Regions from separate parts of the Mus musculus genome. Here all the other regions are linked to region 2. A link is a contact called in public Hi-C data. All regions are on one chromosome and are shown on one strand. Each heading gives the region's core, a stretch centred on a gene start, on an enhancer-like site or on the middle of the called end of the contact. The rest is flanking DNA. Distances are from core to core; before and after follow the strand shown.

Region 1 (4,487 bases), core at 1,636-4,135, 540 kb after region 2:
TTGTCCATTTTCTTTGAAACAGACTATGGTTCCTGAAGCAGTAATATTATATTATTAGGGAAAAGTTGGAATTTTTCACATATTTTCTCAAACATATTCTATATTAATGAGAGTCAGAGTACACCTCAAGCAACATATTGTGGATATGAGTTTTGAGTTCTCAGATATCAGATTTTGATTGAAATTGCTTTTATTAAATAGTAAGAATATAAATACATAGGATTACACTTACAAAATAATTTAAATTGACTCTATAATATTAAATAACATTTATATCATATGTTAATATATTTAATAACATTTATACATTATTCTAATATCTTATATATCTCATTAAAATATCACTCAAGACATCAAAGCATATTCCATTCAACTTCATGGTTACTTCAGAGTTACAAGACGATGCTTGCATTTCTTTTTTATGAGTTAACTTTTTTTTTCTATCTGTCAAAACTGCTTATAGGTAGATTCTCTTAACTGTTATACATAGATGAATATATTATCTGCGAAGAGAAAGGACAAGCTTTTAGAGATTTTCTTCCTATATAAACTATAGATTGTTTATTTTAACCTCTTCCACAAGGATAATCAACACCACCCCCCTTAAGTTTATCTCTGGCCTAGTAGGAATGTTTGAGATTCCACTTTTAATATGATACCTGTCATAAAATTTGATAAATGCCCTTCACTGTGTTAAAGTGGGCTTCAATCATCAATATTTATGAAGAAATTATTTTGCCTAGGGATTTTTTTACAGTGTGCTTAGTTTGCCCTCTTCTAGGCATGATAGATAGATAGTAATGATGAGGCATAGGAGCAAACTTGCCCACTTTGCCCCCTCAGGTCTGGTGATGGCTCCTTTTGAGGGCCCCCTTCTTCACTTAAGCAGCTTTGTTCCTGTCTTTAAGATGTTACTTTCATTTGGTAACCATCTTGGTACCTCATGCAACAGCTGAGACTGTCGTTCATACATCAGGCTCCACTTTCCAGACTCCGCCACTCATTGCTCCCTCCTGCTGCTGCCTGAGAACTTTTCTTTGCTCCACCAGCGTGGAAGAAACAGTGTCTTCTTTCTAGGTATATTACCTATGAGAGGACAGCATTGAACAGATTAGTTACTTAATATTGTTTAACTAATAACTAATCACTGTCTATACTTGGTATTTACTTCTAAGGCTAAGGTAAAGAATTCAATGATTTTGTTTTCAGGCCAAAACTGTAATTCTACTTCAAGCGCGATTTAAGAAATTGAATGTATATATGACACATCAGGTATGATACATATAAAAATATAAATATTTGTGTTGAGAAAGTTATTAAATATACCATTTCTACTTCTCTCTGTGAGGGCCTAAGCAATTACTGTCCAATTTCCCCTTCTAAAAGGCTGTCCCTCTCATCCACAGAGAATTAGGTTTCGTCTTATAAACAGTATGCAGTTGAGCGTATTTTCTTCTTTGGTGTGTTTGAGAAGCTTTTACTTATATCAGGTTTGCATGCAACATTGCAGAATCATTGTGAATTAATTAAATTCCATGTTAATTTTTTTGCTTTTTCTGTTCTTATTTTTCCTCTTTTCTAAAAAATGAAGCTTCACCTTCTACTTTCAGGTTACGGTTCCTTGTGAAGTACCCTAAGGTGTTTTGAACAGAACAACATTTTTCCAGGTTGATATGTTATTAAAATAAGTCTCGCCAATTCAACTTCTTTGGTTGTGGACAGATTTTTCTCCCAATAACATATGCTATATGTCTGGTTCACCCAGGTCACTGGCTCTTCTTTGCATCTGTGGTAAACAAACAAATAAACAAACCAAAAGCCAAAACTCCCACCAACTTCTTAGAAATTTAGATGTGACATATATCCTCAGATTTTTATTGGCATGTTCATTTAAGCGCAGCATGCCTACATTTTGACTGAATTACTTATAATAAATAAATAAGTACATTTTCTGTAACAGCAGGTTTGTCTATTTTTACAGCAGTAATCAAGGAAGGGTCCTGTTTTGCTTTAGTTTGTTCTTTTTTCCTCCCCAGAATGAAAATTCTAGAAACTTGTATCCTGATGTAGTTAGCAGAGTAGAAGAGAAGAGTTTAGTCAGCATTAGTGATTTTGAGTTTTTGTCTAAATAGTCAAATATTTAGGGTTCTCTGTCTTCTGAAAAAAAAAAAAAAACACTGTGAAAGCTACTAACTAGATGACAAACATAACTGAGAGTCATGGTCAGCTATACCTGAAATCCCCACTTGTTGAGGTGACTTTAAATTAAAAGAAACTTAAATTTCTTTTAAAAAAAGGGGGGGGGGCATTTTCAAGACTCAAAAATAATCTTATTCAGCCATTGTTCCCTCTGATTTTCTTTATTGGTTTGGAAAAATTAAATATAATAGTCTACTTTGGTCACTAAATAGAGAGAATTTTAAGGTCTCTGGTAGATCCTGAAAGCAAAGAGGATGTTGAAACTTATAGAATTATGGATTTTCCTATACACACATCCCTAGCATAAAATTAGTTAATAAAAGAGGACAGAGAAAGAGTTTAATCATGCCTAGTAGTAAGATAGAACAATTATAGTAATTACTATAATAAAAACTATTTTAACCATTTGAATTGTTAATTTCCGGAATTTTTGATTTAATATCTTTAGATCATTGTTGACTGTGATTTACTGATATTCCCCAAATCAAGCTATATATAAGGGAGAGTAGGTTATGTCAGTTCTGGTAAGTGTAGAAAATCATGGCTTAGGCGAAATCACTTTGCCCTAAAAAGCAATTTCTTAGGAACAGCTTGAAAAGAAATTCTGAGTTTTGGACTGAAGTGCTACATTCCTTTGCTAAAGTTCCAAAATAGCACATCTTTATATTCAGCCTTACTAACAATATCAGGAAGCAGAAGCTGAGTGGAGCAGAAGCACGCTTCCGAGCATCTGCTGGATGGGAGGGGTAGCCTTCCTTTTCAATCAGTGGATTAAGATTCTACTTTAAGGAAATTCATAACCCACAGCTAAGAGTCAAGTCCTGAAACCAGGACAGACTATGGTTGGTTCAGACCAGTATTGATGACTGCTTCACACACTATCTGAAACACTGTGAGTGTTTAAAGAGAATGACTAGAAAAACAACTTGGTGCTATCAAATAAATGAGCTTGACAACTACAACTAGAATAAACAACAATAACAAAAAAAGAATGTTGGGGGTGTACCCCATTCCTGATTACTTAGACACAAAAGAAACAATTCCTCAGCCACACAAGAGGCAATAAAATTTCTCCTTTAAAATGATACAAACAGCCCCTGCCACACTGGACACCATACACTTACCTATTATTTCATATACACTTAGAATCATCTCTTTTGTGTGAATTTGTTTTTGTCCAGTATTCTAAGTGAAATTCCAGTGGCCAGTTTTACCAGATACTGAACATTTCTATAAGCCGTTTTGTACTTTGTTTCTGTTTTCAGTCTGACAGCTTACAATGTCCTCTCCTTGTGTCTTGTGTATCTAGATATTAATAAAATGCTATGACACCCCATGCATCACATACAGCCAACAACAGGGACACAAAGATTACTCATTCAGGCCACATGCACATGGGGTACCTTTTACTTTACAATTAAATTTAATCTGAAGGCAGTTTGCTTTCAGCCTGTTTCCATCTCTGTGTGATTATGGCTGCAGGAGGAAATGACCTATGGACGTTTATCAGTCTAGGTGTCTCTGTTCTATTCTAGACCAAATATCAGTTTTCCTTTTGATTTCTTTATAGCCTAAATCACTTAGAGTGAAATTGTCTGCAATACTCTTTCTACCTAGTCTAAAAAAATCCACTTGTAAAAATCACCAGAGAATCAGAAGTTTGGTGTTTATATGTGTCTACCTGTGTTCAAAAATCATATATTTTCATAAATTAATAAAACTGATCTATAACCATGAAGATGTGGTTTTAAAAAACATGAGTCCAAATAATAGACTATTTTTATGTCAAGACTGAGATGAATATGTCCATGCTATATCGTTTATAGGGTTTAATTATGATAGCTTAGTGGTACATGAACATGAAGACTTTCTCTGTCTTCTACTGAAGGAAAAATGTATTAGTGACTATTATCATTAAGACATAATATCATGCATTAGGCAGTACTCCAAGGTCCAAAAGGCCCAACAATAGAACTGCTCTTCTTATTTCCCTCATTGATGCTGAGTGCCTTTGGGAATGAACATTTAAATAATGTTTGACTTTGAAATAGGTTCTCACTGCGTAGCCCTACTTGCCTTCAAGTCATTATGTTGTTCAGGCTTCTTTTGAACTCATGATCTTCCTTTTGGGGAATATAGGCATCCACTACCACGCACAACTTTAAAGAATTTTCTTTAAAATACATCCAGGCCAGATGTGGTTCCACAAACCTGTAATACCAGCACGTGGGAGGCAGAAGTAGGAAGATCAATAGTCAAGGCCATACTCAACTATACGGCCAGTTCAA
Region 2 (4,238 bases), core at 679-3,178:
GTTCCATAGATAAACAGATATAAACAAACATTCTCTTCTGTAAAAGGATGGGAACAGAAGCTGAGAACAGGCTAAAGAGAAACTGCTCTCATATCTTCTTTGGTATACTAGGTGTATGCATGTAATGTAGTTGTCAAAATTCATTGCTTTGTACAATTTATTGCATGAAAGTGACACTTAAAAAGGGGGATCTTAAAAACCCAAACAAAAGCAAAATGAAATAAAAGCAGTTATAGGCTGATATGAGCAGCCTCTCCCAATAGTCCATGATGCTGATCATAACACCCCAGCTTTCTTCATTCTTCACTCATAGACTGTGATTCTTCTTCTAACATCTGATTGGCACAGAAGGACATTGTTCTTCAGTTAAATGCAATTTACAATGGCAATCAGATATCCATCCGATGTAATCTTTTAATCTGAACTAAAATCTGCTAAGGTCCATGCTTCCAAGTTCCTTGACAAAAAAGGCAGTCACATGACATGTACTTTTGTTGTTCAAGGGTGATCAATAAACCAACATGTATTCACTGCTTCTATGACTTAGTCTGAACTTATGACTCTAGCTTGGGAGTTTTTCTGACTGAATACTTTTCAGCCTGACAAGTGCCATCACTGCTGTCTTTGTCTGGTCCTGCACTCTGAAACTTACGAATGGAAATTAAATGAGAGAAGAGCCAAGCACGTGGAGGGACTGGAGCACAAGACATTTCCAAGGGTGGCATGATCAAGATCTCACTCCATGTAGATGGGGTAGGGTAAGAATGACTCCAATACCTGCATTCCTCCTCACCATTCCACACACTCTGTCCTACTATTGCATTGAGAACTGAATGCCACATCCTCCTTCTTCAACTAGAATTAGCTCTACAGAGAGTTCACTTCAGACCACTACCAATAGCTTTTATTTGGTGTGCATCACCCAGAAATAGATTGGGGTTGTAGGATTTCTTTGTTATAAGTGCATTGTGACTGCCCTTCTCATCCCATCCCTCTGTGACAGACTCTCAACCTTTTCACAAGTGGCATTTTGAGAGAGATGGATAATTCCCTGTTATGCATAACTGCCCTGTACTGGCTAGATTTTGTGTCAACTTGACACAGCTGGAGTTATCACAGAGAAAGGAGCTTCAGTTGAGGAAATGCCTCCATGAGATCCAGCTGTAAGGCATTTTCTCAATTAGTGATCAAGGGGGAAAGGCCCCTTGTGGGTGGGACCATCTCTGGGCTGGTAATCTTGGTTCTATAAGAGAGCAGGCTGAGCAAGCCAGGGGAGGCAAGCCAGTAAAGAACATCCCTCCATGGCCTCTGCATCAGCTCCTGCTTCCTGATCTGCTTGAGTTCCAGTCCTGCATCCTTTGATGATCAACAGCAGTATGGAAATGTAAGCCGAATACACCCTTTCCTCCCCAACTAGCTTCTTGGTCATGATGTTTGTGCAGGAGTAGAAACCCTGACTAAGACATGCCCTTTGTACTGAAGGCTGTTTAACATCTTCTCTGTCCTCTACTCACTAGACACCTGGAACGCCTTACTTCCTGCCATGGAACTGCAACTGCAAATGCCGAGAAAAATATCCTGGAAGGAAACCCACCTACAGCCAATAATACCACTGTGTGAAGAGGAGGCTTGATGACTCTGGGTCCCAATTCCATTCTGATACTACTGCCTGGTGGCAGGAGAGGGGATATAAAGGCCACAGAGAGAAGCAGCTCTGCCTAGAACAAGAACTTGCAATAACTTGAACCCAAAGAAACTTTCCTTGAAAGCTTACAAATTCTCAGTGCATATTCAAGGAATTCATTTCTCTTTTCATTTCACACAGACTGATTGGGAACCAGCAGCTGTGGTGAGTGCTGCGCTCAGCTAAGGTACACATCGCTGGGTTGTCAGGTTACAGAACTGTCAGGTGGCTCAGGATAGGGCCTGGTGCCATTGCCTGGGCAGGCATCATCAACAGTGAGTCAAGGATATGGAAGCACTGACAGTAACCAGGAGGTAGAGGGAGCTGGAAGCAAGTTTCTTTGACACTTCAAAATAAGAGTGGCTGCTGGTCTCTCAGGCTGGGCTCTGGTCCCAAAGCAAGCTTTGATCAGCTGCAGGGATAATGCAGGGTAGAGGCAATGGGAGGAAAGGAACAGAAGTTATCTGCACTGATTGTGGAACATGAATGACTGGGCTTTCTAGGGCGCAGGAGAGAAATTCTTGAAGAGACGGGAAGTTACATAAGTAACTACAGGGAGATGGAAAGACAAACTCTAGGCTTTTACTTAACAATAACTCACATAAGGGGCTGGAGAGATACTTCACTGCCTTGCAGTTACAGAAGATCTGAGTACAGCTTCTAGGACCTACAGAAGTGGTTCATAACCGCCTGTAACTCCAGGAAAAAGATGCTTTATTGTCTTTCGTGGGTCTTGTACCCATTGGCAGGCGCGCGCGCGCACGCACACACACACACAATCACACTAGCACCAACACTACCACCACTAACAACGAAAACCCATCTTAACCTAGAAGCTTTTTAGAAAAAAGAAAAGCCTGTTTTAATTTGAAACCACAGTTTAGTAAGAACTAGAAAAATACAGTGTAATATGCAAATCAGCAAACTCCAATTTAAAATAAGTATTTTTTGTGCTGTAGATGCTACACATATAAATTCACAGAAGTTAGAACTGTTTCCAAAAAATAAAAAATAAAATAAATAAATCCCAGAAAAAAACTTTATTCATTCCACTATACCTTGTTCCCGTGAAAAAGAAAAAAAATATCAAAATTGATTAGTAAGTCATGGTTTTATGTCTTTCCTCATTTAATAAATTTATTCTAAAATGGACTCATGGCCTTATCACTGCCTGTTTGAAGTTCACTTGGTCCTTTGAAGGCAAAATGCAATTATTTATCAGTGATTAGGTTATTCATGAGGCTTGGCATGGCTTAATTTATAATTAAAGTATAATGGGCTCACACATGGAATGTTAAGATTTTTCTTAGCACTCAGTCTATTTTAAACTGAAGTGTTCAGATATATTAGGAGGATCACAGCTAATCAACCTTCCTTGCCATACGGTGTCAGCTGAATAGGTACTAAGTGGAAGCCCACAAACATATTGTAAATGCAGTGTAGAGGTACAAACGGTGTCCATCTTTTGCACAGTATCTTGGCCACAACTGTTATTTCTTCTGTGTTGCTAAAGTTCATTAAAACAAAAGTAAGGTAGTAATTAGGACATAAAAATACAAAGTCAAAGAAGAAGAAATTAAAGCAGGGATCTGAATGTAGTGATTTGTAATTAGTAAACACGGTGGGAAAATGTTGATAGCTTTGGTGGAGACACCGTAACCTGGACAGTTACAGAAGTGGATAACAAGAGGTGAATCCATTTTCAATAGAGCTCCCTAAATACTTGGAAATTTAAGATTGGCTTTATACTGCAACAGTAAGCCAGAGAATGAAGTGGAAGGTTGAAAAAGAGAGAGAGCATGATTAGACCAGAGAGCTATAAAGCTCACAAGGAGAACAGCTCGTCTTGACAAAGGCAGAGTACCTGATTACCAAAGAAATTAATCCACATCAGCAAGAACCTTTTGTCTTTTAGCAATTGTGATATATTCTTTTTTCTTTTGTTTTTATTGGATATTTTCTTTATTTACACTTCAAATGTTATCCCCTTTCCTGGTTTCTCCTCTGAAAACCCCTTCCCCCATCCCATGCCCCCTCCCTCTGCTCACCAACTCACCCACTCCCATTTCCTGGCCCTGGCATTCCCCGACACAGGGGCATAGAACCTTCACAGGACCAAGGGCCTCTCCTCCCATTGATGTCCAATTAGGCCATCCTCTGCCACATATGAGGCTGGAGCGATGAGTCCTACCATGCGTAATCTTTGGTTGGTGGTTTAGTCCCTGGGAGTTCTGGGGGTACTGGTTAGTTCATATTGTTGTTCTTCCTATGGGGCTGCAAACCCCTTCAGCTCCTTAGGTCCATTCTCTGGCTTCTTCATTGTGGACCCTATGCTCAGTCAATGGATGGCTGTGAGCATTCACTTCTGTATTTGTCAGGTACTGGCATAGCCTCTCAGGAGAGAGCTATATCAGGCTCCTGTCAGCAAGCTCTTGTTGGCATCCACAATAGTGATATATTCTTAAGTTCTAAAGTACTACAGGAGCTAACCTGCCATGCATTCACAGTTCAGTAATCACAAAACAACTTATCACTAAGCCTTGACTGCTTCAAT
Region 3 (4,229 bases), core at 1,329-3,828, 710 kb after region 2:
TATATGGCAAACTCTTATCTCAGACTGTTTTTCACTGGCGCGTAGCTGATGCTCTCAGTAGATAGAGACTCCTAAACCAAAATAAGCAGAGTCTGACATGAAGAGAAGAGGAACAGCATGGTCCTCCCAAGCCCCGAGCTGACTCCAAGAAACCTCCTAGGAGACTTTGGAGACCTCAGAACCCTTCAGCTTCTACTCATTACATTTCCTACACAGTCTCTTTCAAATATCTAATTCGTTTTCATTCTCTATATGGATATAAACCCCATGAGAATAGAACCTTGTAAATCATGTGTGTTCATTACTACCTTCAAAATGTTTGCCATACTAATTGGGAACCTACTCTTATTGAATGTCTCTAAAGCACCAAACTGAATGACACAGTTGAAAACTCAAGGTTGTTGTGTCTAAAGAAACAAATAATTCATTATCCTAATGGTAAAGATACTCTCATGACAAGCAAGGAAGTCGGAGAAAGAAACTGGTATGCTTACCATATGCCAAGCACACATTGCCCTGTCTATTCTCTGTGTGTCTCACTAACCTCCCTCCCCAAATTTCAGAAGTGTGTGCTCTTCAATTTGAGTTAAAATAAATGACATCTCAGATTAATTTATATCTATTCACTTCCTGGCATTGGCTCACAGGAGTCTGACTAGGCAGACCATATCTTTTCCAGGCCACTAGTCCAGAAATGTGTAGCTAGAGAGTAAAGAATGTTCAGAAAGTTTCACAACTCTAAATTACAGGCACATTCAAACCCTAAGATCTCAAAGCTTCAGGATGTGGAAAGAGCGGACACTTTGAATCCAATTGAGCTAATGAACACTGATGCTAACACAGGGACCCGGTCTTCCCTGAAAAGCTATTAAATGCTGCATCCTCAACTCTAGTGGGATGTGTCCTAAATTTCTCCAGTGTTGCTGCTTTGGGCCTCGGTTTCTAATGTTTCTCAGTGTTAGGCTTGTGTGTCCTCTATCCAGATCCATTTTCTTATGCTCTGAAGTTACCTCCAAACTAAGAGTTTTCCCCCATGTCTTAGAAGAAACCTGACGCTTATAAACCACGCTGCTGTTACTGAGAACTCTCTTCAGCATGATTGAGTAAATTGTCCCACGGGCTTTAAATTGCTCTAGATCTGGAACACCTAGGAGAACCTACCAATTGATTTTGACCTCTTTTTAAAATTTCACCTTCTTAAATTTAATTCACACTCTCTTTATATCATTTGGGATAAATATCTTTCTATGCCTTCTGCTACATAAACTGTACATTGTTATTACTCTAACTGTGTTCTCTGTGGATTGCTTAGATACTTTAAGCAATACTTTAAGAGTAGCCATTCTTGCTTATAAAAGGAACAGTGTGTGTGTTTGAAGTTAACTGCTTTCCAGGGAGAATGTTGGAAAGACTCATGTCCTCCATATTGGAAAATGAATTGAAGGTACATGGTTTAGAAATCTGGATACTGCAAAAGATGCCTTAACATTCACCAGGTCTTTGCTTAAGCAAGCCATTAGGAAGCACAACTGAGGAAGAAAAATTGCCTTCCATAAGACTGTTAAACAAGAACATTAGTCGTTTCATCCCTCAAAGAGTTTTAGTTGACTATTCACTACTGATGAATCCTACTTACTATATTATTCAATGTGCTCTCATTTTATAAGTTAGATGATAAAGGAATAACAGAATAATTATATGCCAACCAAGATACTCCATCTGCCTTTGTTTGTTCTTTTTCTCCTAGCCCATCGCCCACTTTCCCCAAATGCTTCCTCTAATGCAGTAATTTTGCTTTAGCACAGACCTATGATTTTAATCAGTCCATCTGTGTCATTCTGTGTGGGGGAAGGAATTGAATAATCTGTGCTTGTTCAGTTCACATCTTCAGTGTGAGGGTGTATCCACAAACACACAGCGCCTTACAGAAGCACACTGAGCAATTGCAAAGACAGTCCCAGCATCCTCAGTCTTCACCAACTTGGTCTTTTTTTTTTTCTTTCATTATGTTAGATATTAGACCAGAAGTAGTATGCCATCTGGGTAGAAAATAACCCTGATATACCCACCATCTTGATTGACGCATACTAGGGTCTCTAAGCAATGGTGACTGGTCCCCTAACTGTAAAGAGTCAGAAGCCAAACACGTGGAGCCCCTTTCCTCATTATAGTGACAGGACTCAAGTGACTAGTCAAAACCAGATCTTCTGTAGTAATTAAAGTAGGGCTTCATTAAGAAGTCAAATTTGAACAAGGGCAAGTGTGGAACCTGTTAATAACATCAGAAGGTCTTATGGGTTAGGTGACAGATTAACAAGGATGGGCTAGATGGCATGGGGGGTGAATTAACTAATATCTGCTAGTGGTTACAGCAAATTCAACACCTTAGAATTATTGACTATGAAACTGCAGAAAATATAACTGCAGGTAGACCAGGCAAAGGTGAAAATTCTAACTAAGATTTCAAACAGATGGCTCCCACTTTCCCCATACCTCTCATTCTCTGCACTTGTGAAGGAGCTGTGGAGTTCACAAAGTGTACATTTTTGTGCCTCATTAGATAAAATGTGATGTCACAGAGTGACAGTTGCCAGGGGAGCTCTAATTTGGAACTGCCAACGTTAGACACCCTACGACTCGCGACCGTGGTACCGCATTGAACTTTTCTCACTGAATGTCTTTTAGAAAGAGAGAGAAAACAGCTGTGAACATCCATTCAAATACCTACTCATCATGTTTTATTCCTATGAGTAATCACTTTCAGGTTCAGCCTGACATTTGGAACTTTTTTTTTTTTTTCTAAACGGAAGACTTTAAATTAGCACAGACACCTTTTCTCATTAGAAACAGAGCCAAACTCTTGGTGAGCTTGAGCAAGCAGGATGATAGCTAAAGAAAACACTCATCACAACATGTGATTGCATTTTGAAATTGTCCTTTGGACCTGGTGGTCTTTATATACAGAAGTGACTCAAAGGGCTCAGGACTCATTCATTGTGCTGGTTAGTTCTGTGTCAGACGAACACAAATAGAGAGTCAGGTTGGAAGATGGAGCCTACATTGAGAAAACACCTTCATCATATTTGGCTGTAGACAAGATCCTTGAGGGTATTTTCTTCTGACTTAATAATTGATTTGAGGAGGTCCAGCCTACTGTGGGCAGTGCCTTTCATGGGCTTGGGCATGATAAAAATGCAATCCTGGCACGCTGTGAGAAACAATTAGGTAAGGAATGTTCCTTAGAGCCCTCTGCTCCAGTTCCTGCCTCTAGCTTCTTGCCTTGACTTCTTGCTTAGACTTCCCTCTATAATGGACTGTGACAACTGGGAAATAGATGCTGAAATATACCCTTTTATCCCCAAGATGCTTTTAGTCATGGTGTTTATCACAGCAACAGAAAGCACACTAGGACTTTTGCCATCCCTGTTCCCAAAATCTTACCTCAAAGCTGTTACCAGAGGCCATGGCACTTAGAAATGTTCCCTTAAAAAATTCTAGAAGCTCTCCAAAAGCAAGGAAAAATAGCATTGATGCCAGCACCAGCCATTCTGATGGTAAATAGCTTAAAGCATCACAATATACTTACATATACTTAAGATGTTAAAACACTGGCAGGAAAATATGTTTTGAAGAAAATTTGGAACTGTAGGATTCGGGGATGTAAGCAGAGATGTTGGTGACTCACTCCCCATCCTTTTCCTTTTTGGAAGAATATCCACATTTAACTTTCAGGCCCTCCTCAAGGTTTTCAGTATGGCACAGGTGGAATTCTTCCACTAGTGGGAGAGTACTAGTCTGTAACATAGAATAATGAAAAATGGGGAGAGTGTTGAGCAAAATTTCTAAATTCTGGCCAAACCTCTGATGCAGTGTAAGTGAGAAGCAGTGGGTGGGGACCTGCATCCCTTCCTAGGAGTGAAAGGCTGTGCTGCACATTTTAGAATCGCAGTTTACTTGAAGCATGGAAAGATACTGACAAAACATATTTGCTGGTGTTGTCATGAGAAGCCGCAGGGATTACGGTGAGATGCTTTGCACCAACCGTGCTTCCCATACAAGTAGCCTTCCTGTTTGTTGTTTTTGTCCCAGCAAGGCTTCCTTCCCCAGGCTCCTATCTTTGCTCTCAGGTGCCACAGATGTTTAGGCAGGCTTCATTCTCAAAGCTAAACAAAAATTAAAGAAATTAATATTTTAGACTCTACTCAAGACTAATATGAACCAAAATTTCT

The links. Hi-C and Micro-C count contacts between places; a contact is called where the count stands out from the background.
Region 1: a Hi-C map of cortical neurons shows a contact between it and region 2, with 2.2 times the contacts expected there. The contact joins two enhancer-like sites. A contact is called at or near these places in 4 of 484 Hi-C or Micro-C datasets (cerebral cortex, cortical neurons and forebrain) and 1 of 9 other capture datasets (macrophages).
Region 3: a contact with region 2 is called in a Hi-C map of cortical neurons, with 3 times the contacts expected there. The contact joins two enhancer-like sites. A contact is called at or near these places in 3 of 484 Hi-C or Micro-C datasets (cerebral cortex and cortical neurons).

The regions. Positions count from the first base shown.
Region 1 is chr2:7,399,144-7,403,630 of GRCm38.p6, reverse strand. No RefSeq gene overlaps it. Among named protein-coding and RNA genes, the nearest start is that of 5031426D15Rik, 470 kb to the right of the region's middle. Within about 2 kb of position 2,885, at least 9 of the 459 cell types and tissues checked have an H3K27ac peak or open chromatin away from gene starts, as enhancers often do. A contact at or near this core is called in cortical neurons, where this site is marked.
Region 2 is chr2:7,942,896-7,947,133 of GRCm38.p6, reverse strand. No RefSeq gene overlaps it. Among named protein-coding and RNA genes, the nearest start is that of Gm30904, 400 kb to the left of the region's middle. Within about 2 kb of position 1,928, at least 7 of the 459 cell types and tissues checked have an H3K27ac peak or open chromatin away from gene starts, as enhancers often do. A contact at or near this core is called in cerebral cortex and cortical neurons, where this site is marked.
Region 3 is chr2:7,233,165-7,237,393 of GRCm38.p6, reverse strand. It overlaps a transcript of Celf2 not described here. Among named protein-coding and RNA genes, the nearest start is that of 5031426D15Rik, 310 kb to the right of the region's middle. Within about 2 kb of position 2,578, at least 21 of the 459 cell types and tissues checked have an H3K27ac peak or open chromatin away from gene starts, as enhancers often do. A contact at or near this core is called in cerebral cortex and cortical neurons, where this site is marked.